2 separate regions of the Mus musculus genome follow, and region 2 is linked to region 1. A link is a contact called in public HiChIP or PLAC-seq data. All regions are on one chromosome and are shown on one strand. The core of a region is the stretch at or near the end of the contact, and the rest is flanking DNA. Distances in the headings are between cores, read along the strand shown. Region 1 overlaps Osbpl10 (oxysterol binding protein-like 10). Region 2 has its middle 58 kb from the start of D330037F02Rik.

Evidence for each region. HiChIP or PLAC-seq counts read pairs in DNA pulled down with a chosen protein or histone mark.
Region 2: an H3K27ac HiChIP or PLAC-seq map of embryonic stem cells shows a contact between it and region 1, with 3 times the contacts expected there. The contact joins two enhancer-like sites. A contact is called at or near these places in 2 of 115 datasets of contacts at active chromatin or transcription factors (both in embryonic stem cells).

Annotation. Positions count from the first base shown.
Region 1 is chr9:115,167,488-115,172,795 of GRCm38.p6, reverse strand. All of the region lies in intron 5 of Osbpl10 (oxysterol binding protein-like 10), which reads right to left. Among named protein-coding and RNA genes, the nearest start is that of Gm4665, 16 kb to the left of the region's middle. Within about 2 kb of position 3,110, at least 13 of the 459 cell types and tissues checked have an H3K27ac peak or open chromatin away from gene starts, as enhancers often do. A contact at or near this core is called in embryonic stem cells, where this site is marked.
Region 2 is chr9:115,721,175-115,726,482 of GRCm38.p6, reverse strand. No RefSeq gene overlaps it. Among named protein-coding and RNA genes, the nearest start is that of D330037F02Rik, 58 kb to the right of the region's middle. Within about 2 kb of position 2,187, at least 12 of the 459 cell types and tissues checked have an H3K27ac peak or open chromatin away from gene starts, as enhancers often do. A contact at or near this core is called in embryonic stem cells, where this site is marked.

The DNA.
Region 1 (5,308 bases), core at 1,861-4,360:
CCATAGGCAACAGAACCCTCTTCTGACTTCCATAGACACCATGAATGTGTGTGATTCATATACATACATGCAGGCAAAACATCCATGTACACAACCTTTTAAAAAGATGAATGAGTTCATACATGAATGGATAGATAAATATGGCCCAGTATGGAGAAAGCCAGTCTGTCCCCTGGTTTAGTTTCACTTGCCTCGCCTGGTCCCCTCCCCCCCCCACCTCTACCCCCCACCCACGTTGAACCCTGTTGGCTAGGGATCCAATGCTTGTATCCCCAGTCCATTCATATTTTGTTGTCTTCATCTCTAATCTAACAAGATCTGAGGTCGGAATTTTCTAGAAGTAATTAGCATTGAGTGGGATCATCAGCTAGAACCTTCAACAGGATCTGTATCCTTAAAAACAAAAGACCAGAGCTGTCACCTCACATGCACAGCAGGAGGAAGCCCATGTTGGGAGTGAGGAAGGGCAGTGCCCATCAGTGGGGGAGGGGAACCCCATCAGCCAGAGCCTGGCTTGGATGCCCAGTCTCCGGCACTGCCAAATACATGCATCTGTTGGTCGCACCATGGCGATTGGAGCTTTAGCTGACTGAAGTCCTTTCTATGTCAAATCTTGACGGTCTGTTCATTGTGGGTTGGTTTTACGTTAATTTTAAAGTACAGCATATTAAAGCATCACTTATCACAATTCCTGAGCTGTTTCCGCATTAATGTACGCACATGCATCTATAGTTCTGTATGTGTGCGCACACATACGCACATACACGAGTGTGCACTCCCACAGGTACATGTAAGCATGATGGTCAGAAGACAGTTGACGGGGTTTGGTTCTCTCTACCATGTGGCTCCCAGGGACCAAGTCAGGTGATGAGCCTTGGCAGCAAATATGTTTACCAGTGAGCCACCCCAGAGTCTAATTCCTGAGTTTTGGGGCACTAGAATTCTCTGCTCCGGCCTGTTGTCTCATTGGTTTTATCTGAGCCCTGAACTGATAATTTTTCTAAACATAATGATATATCTCACATCACAAAGTGATTGAATTAACCATTGGCATGTAGAAAAATATCATACTACTATGAAGAGTGCCAACAGACAAGTGCTTGCCACACAAATGTGAAGCCCTGAGTTCAATACCCAGCACAGCCACATGGATACAACATACACACATAGGGATAGCCCACACGTAACGTCCCCAAAATAGTGTCTAGTGAGCAGGGAGCTCAAGCGTGCCTTGTCTTCCTCACTAACTTATCCTGGCTGGGATAAGTACAAAATATAGGTTCAAGAAGGCTTATGCCGGGCGGTGGTGGCGCACACCTTTAATCCCAGCACTCGGGAGGCAGAGGCAGACGGATTTCTGAGTTCGAGGCCAATCTGGTCTACAAAGTGAGTTCCAGGACAGCCAGGACTATATGGAGAAACTCTGTCTTGAAAACCAAACAAACAAAAAAACCAAACAAACAAAAAAGAAGGCTTGTTAAAAACAAAACAAAAGCATATACAACACAAACTGCCTTTATGGTTTATGCATTCTCCAAAATCTCAAAGGCAGGATAAGAGAAATACAGTTTTTGTAGCAAAAAAATAAAAACAAAACAAAACAAAAAAAACCAACCAATATGGAATGTGGATCAAAACCCACCAGGTACATATCAGAGTGAGGGTCTCCAGGTTAACAGTGAAAGAACAGCCTGCATCCTTCTTTCTCTCTTTCTTTTCCCTTTTCTGAGCCAGGCTGGTTTCAAACTCACAATCCTCCTGTCTCCCAAGTGCTGGGATCTCAGGTGTCTCCTGGGAGCCTCAATGTGCTGAGTGTCACCAGCCCTCTGACCAGTGATGTCCCCAGGAAGCCTCTCCCGCTGGTTCCTGGTGACCTCATCTCTCAGGTTCAATAAACCATCTCGGGGTTTCAGAGTCAGGCTGTAGCCTTCAAAGTGGATAAAAGTGTGAGGCGTATCTGGGGCAGAAAGCCAGTGTTCCTAACTTGTATGTGTGTAGAGGAATGGAAATGGTACCCGTGCATGCAGAGACCGTTGGAAATGGTGTGCACACGTGTGTGCAGAGGCCACAGGAAACTTCCGGGTGCCAGTCCTCAGGTGCTGCCATCTTGTGTTTTTGAAACAGTGCATCTCTCATTTGGCCTGGAACTTGCTGACTGAACTAGCCTGGTTGGCCAGCCCTGGATCCTTCCCGTCTCTACCTCCTCCATCCAATGCTGGGATAACAAATGCATGAGGTGCCTGGCAGCAAGGCTTTTCCCACCTTTCTTTTTAACCCGAGTTTGAGGACTGAACTTGGGTCCTCACACTTACATGATAAGCACTGTATTGAAAGAACCATCTCCTGGTCCCTGGCTACCTGCCTTCTTTATGGAAAAATTGCCACTCAAGAACTTTGTTTTGACTGATTAGAAAGCTCACCCACCTGAAACACACCTCGAGGTTAGCTCGTAGCTTTTCCTACCTATCTTACTGATGGGCATGATCTCATTTCTCATTGTCTTAAAGCCATATAATAAAAGTGACTGGCAGTGGGCAGTTTTGCCAGAAGGAGGGAGCAGACAGAAAAGGCAGGCACTGAGTGGAGGAGGAGGAGAAAGGGAAGTGGGCACCAGGAAAGCCCAGGATAGCCATGAGCATCACCTGTCACCATTTCCAGTGGGACATGCCTATCAGCAGCACTTTCCAGGAATCTTAGGAGAGGAGGAGAATGTTCTAGAACATGAGAGAGGGACTATGGACCTTCTACCCCAGCTCTCCCGGTACCTGATTTGCTTCAGTCCTTATTCAGGCCCACCCATGTGAGGAGTGGGTGTGGCCTCCGCCCCAAGATGGCGCCCAGGACGGCTGCCAGGTCTTATGACCTGCATCTGACTTCCTCATTACCTCAGACTTAGCCACATCCCAGCTGCCCGCACTGCGCAGACGCCATGCCTCGTCAGCTCGCCTGAGGTGTTGTCACTTGCTGTGAACCAATGGACTGCCGTTTTGGGACTGGGGTGATTGGGAGGAGTCAGTAGGGTATTTAAGGCGCGCCCCGGGGTTGTTCCAGGGATTCCTGCATTGCAATGCCAAGTGTTCCTGAATAAAACCTGCTTGTAGAAGGACAATGTGGTGTTACATCTTTCCTGCTGGTAGGGGTGGATGTGACACACCCAAGTCACCGTCCTGACAGAGCTAGCCCTAGCACCTCATTTCCCAAGCCCACTTTGCGCCCAGCAGGCTGGAGATCCAGCTCTGACTCAGAAGCACACTGAGCGGTTACAGCCCTTGCTGGGAGCTGGATCTCCACTCCCTGAACAGTGAGCCTGGAAGTAAGTAACCAACAAGAAAGAGAACAAAGTCCTTTGAACCCCAGTCCCTTCAAGTTTCAATTCCCCTCCATGCTGAGAACCCAAGTGCAGTCCCAGCTCCAAGCTCCTGGCCGTGTCTGCTCACTTTTTATGTAGATCTAGGGCTGGTGAAAGACAGACTCGCAGCCCCTCCTGACCAGGCACATGTCCCCATTGAGCTGATGGTGAGGAATGGAGAGAAAACTGCACGCTTCAAGCCTTGACTGAAAAGCCCAATCACTTTATTCTTCCTTGCAAACCTCTCTAAAAAACATTCGAGATGCCCCACCCACACCCCACCCCCCCCAGAGACGGTCCTGGGAGTCAGGTTGCACAGGAGGGAGCAGGTACGTATGCCTGGGACAAAAGATGGACCAGAGTGTGACATCTTTAGATAATGGCGCCTCAGCCAACCAGATTCCCAGAAGACGCTCAGAAACCTTTCAGGACATGAACTACTCTGATATCACAAGGGGCAGGGGTAGATATCAGTAGAGTGTTTGCCTAGCAGGCACAAAGCCCTGGGTTCGGTTCCCAGTACTGAATAAAGTATGGCGCTTCTATTCCCAATGGTTGGGAGGTAGAGGCAAGAAGACCAGGAGTTCAAGGTCCTTGGCCATGTCTGAAAGTCTGTCTTTAAAATTAGTGTTCACTGTTTTAGAAACCATAGGTAGGAACGTGTAAGTCTTGAGAGTTGGGAGCGGAGGAGACGAGTCACCTATCAAGTTTCAGGCTCCCTCCCACTAATCGAGTCACGTGTGACGGCACAGTGGTGAGCTAAGATGCCTTCCAGCTTCTGGCAGGGTTTTCTGACAAAATGGTCATGAAGGATGGGTGGGGGCCGGGGAGACAGCTCAGTGGATGAAGTGCTTAGTGTAACCTCGAGGGCTGAGTCTGACCTCTACCACCCGTGTTAAAATTAAAAAGCAGGTACGCTCAAGAGTTTGAGAAGGCAGACACAGGTAGGTCCTCAGCCACCCTGTCTGGACAAGCTAGTCTACTGTACTTTTTAAAAAAATATTTATTTTTAATTAAGTGTATGTATATGGCACAGGAGGGAGCAGTATGGTGGATACATGCATTTGAGTGTAGGCATCTGTGGAGGCCAGAGGGGAGTGTCAGATTCCTGGGGCTGGAATTACAGTCAGCTGTGGGCCACGTGATGTGGGTGCTGGGAACCTAGCTCTACCAAGTGCTCTTAACCCTGGGCCGTCGCGACACTGCCCCCATACTATTCTTATAACCTTTCTGAAGCCTGAAATCATTTATTTATGAGGTTTGGGTTTTGGTTTGTCTTGAGACAGAATATTGAACCATCTTCCCTCAAGTTATTTTTGTCTTTAGTGTTGAGTTTAACCTTCAGTGATGTCTTTCTGCCTGCTGACTACTTACTCGTCAGATAGAACTGAATTCTCTTGGAGCCATATGTTCCTGCCTCTGGCTTTTGGAAGAGGAACTAGCAATGTTTCTGGAATGTTCTTCAGCATGACCAGCCCCATGGGAGGCCTGCATGACACTGTCCCTAGAGGGACTTGCATAAACCTATCCTTTAGAGGGAGTGAATAGGACAGAGAGGAGAGGTCACATGTAGCGTCTGTCATCCATTGTGGCTGCTAAACCGTGGAGGATGAATGCCATGGAAACACTGGGTGGAGGGTACCCGGTGACAGCTCTGAAAGGTGGTGTGCTGAGGATGGGAGTTACAGACAGAATAAAACATCAGGACCAGGCTGCCAGATCTGCAAGGACACTTGACAGCCTGTGGATACACACTGGGTGCATTTTTATAGGATTGGTACACCACTGGGGAGGAGGGACAGAAACTTAGCTGGACTGAAGGATAGCTGGGTGGATAGAGAAAATGTAGGGCATGGTGGTCCATACCTACAACTACCATACTAAGAATGCTGAGGCAGGAGGATCACCATCAGATCAAGGCTAGCCTAGGCTACGTAGTGAGTTCAAAGCTGCCCTGGA
Region 2 (5,308 bases), core at 938-3,437, 550 kb before region 1:
CCCAGACCAATGATAGCAGTTCAAAACGGTGGAACAAGGGAGGACCTTTAGAAAGATGACTTGGGCTCTGCTCAGTGTGACTAATGGGTCAATGGATTGACATCGGGCTACCTTGAGTGGGTTATCTTCTATAAAAGCTACTTTGGCTGGGTCTCCCCACTGAGTCATCTTGCTAGCCTTGCCAATACTTTCTTTATAATAACCCTTCTTAACACACCATGCCTACTTGATTGAGATATTGTCTCACAGCATATCTCTTTAAATCCTTTAGAACACAGAAAAGGAGCAATCTTCTTGGACTTCTATCTCCTTAATACGCTAGGGGGCCAATGAATCTTTACTGTTTTCCCTCTAGCTATAAATATAAGACAGTTAGTTGACATACAGCCACTCAATATGTACAACATATGCAAACGGGAAGGCCCGAAGCTCCTGCCCTAGAGATAACCATTGCTAACAGTTCAGAGCATCTACATTCAATTTTGCCTTTCCACACATGCTAACGTATTTTATTTTCATTTTCTTCTTTAAAAAGCAAAATTGGTGTCACATTATACAGTGTTCTTCCATATGTTTTTTTTTTCCCTGTTCTCCTGGCAAGATTTCTTGGAAACACTTCATTTTGAAAAGTTGTTTCTGCATTAGTATGTATAGATTCTCATTCTCCTGAACAGTTCCTGATCTGCCATAATATGTCCAATTATTTCCACACTGAAGGATATTTGGGTTGCTTCCTTCCTCGTCTACATATTAATGCATGCTAAGATCAACACTTTGGTGATATGGGGGAGGGGTCCCTTGAAGTGATGGAGATGTTCTCTCTTGCCTGAAGTGAGCATGACTGGGGATAATGTTATAGGGAGCACACCAGAGATGACCACTCTGACACTGCTTATAACCAATTGAAAGTCTTTATTCCAGCCATCTGGGACTACACTCGGGTATTCAGGTCCTAAGTATAGCACTGAGTGTTCACAGCACAGGGTTTTTTTTAAGGCAAACAGAAACCACCATTTCCTACCATCTTGCTCAGCAGCAGCAGGGGGAGTCTGTGTGTGTGTGGTGGGGGTGTGCTTCACACAAGCAAGCAAGTTGACAGAAGCTAAAATAAGCAGTTAGCTGCAGGCGGGGGTTCTTCTGAACAAGCAGGCAGTTTGGTGGAAGCTAAGATAAGTTAGCAGGGGCATCTTAACCTTGGGTTCTTGGAACAGAGTTTGACAATTTTCCATGGGATTCTCCATCAAGGATCTCAAACTCTAGTTAAACCTGAGACGGCCTCAGCAAGAATACAAAACAGAGGAAGCTCTGAACCATCTTTCCCTGTCACAGTATAAGGGCACGGGACAATCAACAGCCACCAGAACTACCCCAAGCCAGGAATTTCTGGATTCTTTGTCTTATAGACTCAAAAAGTGAATTTCAGAAACAGTAGGATTGTGAACTTGAAAGGAGCTTTTAAATTATTTATTTTATTTTTAATCACATGTGTATGTGTGGGTGTGGACACATATGTGCAGGTGCCCTTGGAAACCAGAAGTGTCAGATTCCGTGGAGCTGGGTTTGCAGACAAGCATAAGAATCCTGGTACAGGTGCTGGGAAGCAAACTCAGGTTCTCTGCAAGAACAGTATGAACTCTTAGCCACTGAGCTTTCTCTCCAATGACTACAGAGATTACTATATGAGCATAAGCGAACAAAAGCAAGGCAGAAGCAGAAACCCAAAACTGGGGTGATGTGGAGCTGTGAATCCAGTACATTTTCGTATGGCTCAAGAAGAAATTTGCATGGGGCCTGAAGAGGAAAGCAGCTTGTCCCATTAGCCAGCCCACGAGGTATCTAGGTGCCTCTCCATATCGGTCACAGCGTCACTTGTAACTTCTAGGCAGGGAGGATACTTAATTTGGATAAAAACAAGAAAGATATTAAGGATAGGAACCAGGGTAGGAACCAGACTGCCTTTCTGATTTCTGCCCAGAACTGAAACAATGATGTTCCCAACTCTCCTGAACTGCCAGGCCAGCTTCTAGCTCCTGTCCTCTTCACCTTCATGAAGCCTGACATAGCTTTTCTGGAGGATAAACGCCTCTAAGAGGGAATTTGGAGACAGGATGCTAGCCATACCCATTTATAGTCCCATCAGTCAAACCCAGGGGCTGTCTATGCCTCCACCCCCTGCAGCTTCTTCCCTTTCTTTCGTGTTTGTGTTCTATCTCATTATAATTAACATAGGGCAGAATAACAATAGGCTCTTTTCTCTCCTTTACAGATGGATTGAAAAGGAAATTCCCTAAGTGGTAAATAGGAGATTAACTTTGCCCAGGGGTAATTAGCATTTATATAGCTCTCCTTCTCAGAGGTAATACAGCCTTAACTAACTCACATTTGTTCACAAACAAAAATTTGACACCAAGAGAATTGTGCAGGCCCTTCCTGGGAGCTATGAACAGAAGTGATCTGAGAAAGTCCTGTGTGAATTATAGATTCTGTGGACTGACAGACTGGCCAGAACTCTGAGACTGCGAAGGTTGCCTTTATGGCCAACCTGCACTGGCCTGGCATCTTTGTGCTTATCAGGTAAAGTTACCTGGGATTTGAGATTTCCTGGTATGGGTTGTCTTATTACTGAGAGAATTTAAAAACAAAATCAGAAGGAAGTTCAAGGAGCATTTCATTAGACCTTGAGAGAAAACAACTGGAAAAGCAAGGCGAAAAATCCCAGCAGGCATTGGAAGGAGGGATCCGAGAGAGCTATCTATCTGTACCTTTGGAATCCAAGAGAGTAAGCAGGCTCAGCAATGAAGGGCAGAAAGGAGCTGCCTGGGACTTAAAGATTCAGAAGAGTAAGAAAGCATGCTTATGTTTGTAGCTGGTGCTGTGTTTGTATAAAGAGATAAAGAGCCGGGCAGTGGTGTCACGCACGCCTTTAATCCTAGCACTTGGGAGGCAGAGGCAGGTGGATCTCTGAGTTCAAGGCCAGCCTGGTTTTAAGGGGGTGCCTAAGTGGTCCCATGGCAAGGCATCCCTTCCCCCTGAGGGACCAGCCACATGACAGTATAGTATAGAGTTGATTCAGGGCATGAGGAGGGGAGTTAAGAGGGTAGTAGAAGCAGAGAGAGGAAGTAGATAAGTAGAAGAGTAGAGGAGTAGAGGCCGGCCATGGGCACATGGAGAGAGAGGGGAAAAGGAAAGCAGGGAAAGAGCAAGACAGTAGCAAGAGAGCAAGACAGGGCAAGCAGCCCCTTTTATAGTAAGTCAGGCCTACCTGGCTGTTGCCAGGTAACTGTGGGGCAGAGCTTAGACAGAATGCTAACAGCTGGCATCTGGAAAAGAGATGGAAAGAAAGCAAGCAGCTACAATGTTCTGACTTAGAGTTTAGAAAAGCAGAGAAGGTTTGACAGTGAGGATCTATAAGCAGAGAAGGGAGGAGCCATCAATACAATATCTCATTAAGGGGCTGGTCTTTCCTCCCATGTTCTCAGCACATCCTCCGGAGAATCAAGGGGTAGTCTCCTCGACAGGCCAAGTTGGATTGATGCTGAAGGAAGGAGTATGTAATGCTTGGGGGAGGTGAGAATGTCTGAGTCTCCACCCAGGGTTAGAGGGGAACTCGGATTCATTATTTTGACAAGGAAGAAGTTCCTTTCCCTTAATGGACCAACAAAATCTAATGCCTCTTCCTTCTCAGGTGATATTTTAAACTTTACAGAAGGACAAAGCCGATGTTTCCCTTTCTAGTGTTGCTAGGGAAACCACTGTGGTATCCAAAGCCAATTCTGATGGATCCGGTCCCTCCTCGATGGCCTCCAAGACTGCTAATATCTGCCCAGATTTCTAACAGTAAGATTTTCAGACTGTATTGCTTTAGCAGACCCCTAGCTTCCACCCACCCTGAAGCTAAGCATGTATTCAGATTGTATCTGAAAACTGCAGAAAAGATGTTTTTTTCCTACTCAGCTATGACTATCCATTGATGTATTTGTTAAACACACTTGATTTTTGTTTTGCTTTTGTTGTTATTGTTGTTCTGTTACTACAAAGGTTCATCCATGTCTTCCCTTCCACAGTGGAATATGCCGCTCAAGGGAACCTGAATCCATTCCTGGATCGTGCTCATTCAGATATGGCTCATAATAAACTATCTCTCAGTCCCGTGTTTTCTTGGACAGAGTTACATTCTGCTGTTCTGTTCGTCAACGCAGGTGTCTTTAAGACTCTTCAGTTTATTGGTCTTTAAGAATCATTTCAGAAGACTTTAAAATGGAGGACCATACTGTTTCTGAGGCAGGCTGTTAAAAAGGACGACTAGAAAATGGTAGGCTAATGCAAAGTTACTTCACATTCAATCCTAGCACTCAGAAGGCAGAGGCTTGTGACCCTCTGTAAGTTTGAGGCCAGCCTGATCTATACACAGAGAGATCTATATAAAAGGTGTCCAGTGTGAACTTGTTTATAAGTTATATATATATATATGTGTATATATGTGTGTGTGTGTGTGTGTGTGTGTGTGTGTGTGTGTGTGTGTATAAAGTAGCAATGCATAGGCTGGAGTTTCAGCAGTTAAGAGCACGTCCTGCTCTTGCAGAGGACCCAGGTTCACTTCCTAGCATACTCACATCATTTCCTGTAATTCCAGTTCCAGGGGATATGATGCACCCTACCGGTCACTGGAAGTATTCATACACACACACACACACACACACACACACACACACACACACTGCCTTAGTCATTTTTCTATTATTGTGATAAGACATCATGACCAAGGCAATTTCTAGAAGAAAGAGTTTTCTGGGGCTTATCATTTCCAAGTGTTAGAGCCCATGACCATCATAGCAAGGAGTATGGCAGCAGGCAGGCATGGTACTGAAGCAGGAACTGAGAGCTTACATATTGAGACACAAACATGAGGAGAGGCAGCTAACTGGCAATGGCATGGGTTTTTTAAAAACCTATGCCTATCGTCAATCACACTTTTCCAATAAGGCCACTCCCTCTAATCCTTCCCAAACAGTTCCACTAACTGGGAGCCAACTATTCAAAATACACAAGTCTATAGGACTGTTGTTCATTCAAACTACCACACACCTGTGACTATAAATAATGAAACAAATCTTTAAAAGATAAATGACAATGCTGTATGACCTTTGTCAACTAAGGTCAACAACCTTGACCTAGTAATAGATAGTCACAGAAAAATTGTTCACATGGACCATATTTCAGGAAGAAAACCACTGTAGTACCAAGAGAAAATTGTTTCATAGGAAAGTTATTACTAACACATTGAACACAATACCAGAATTTAAAAATT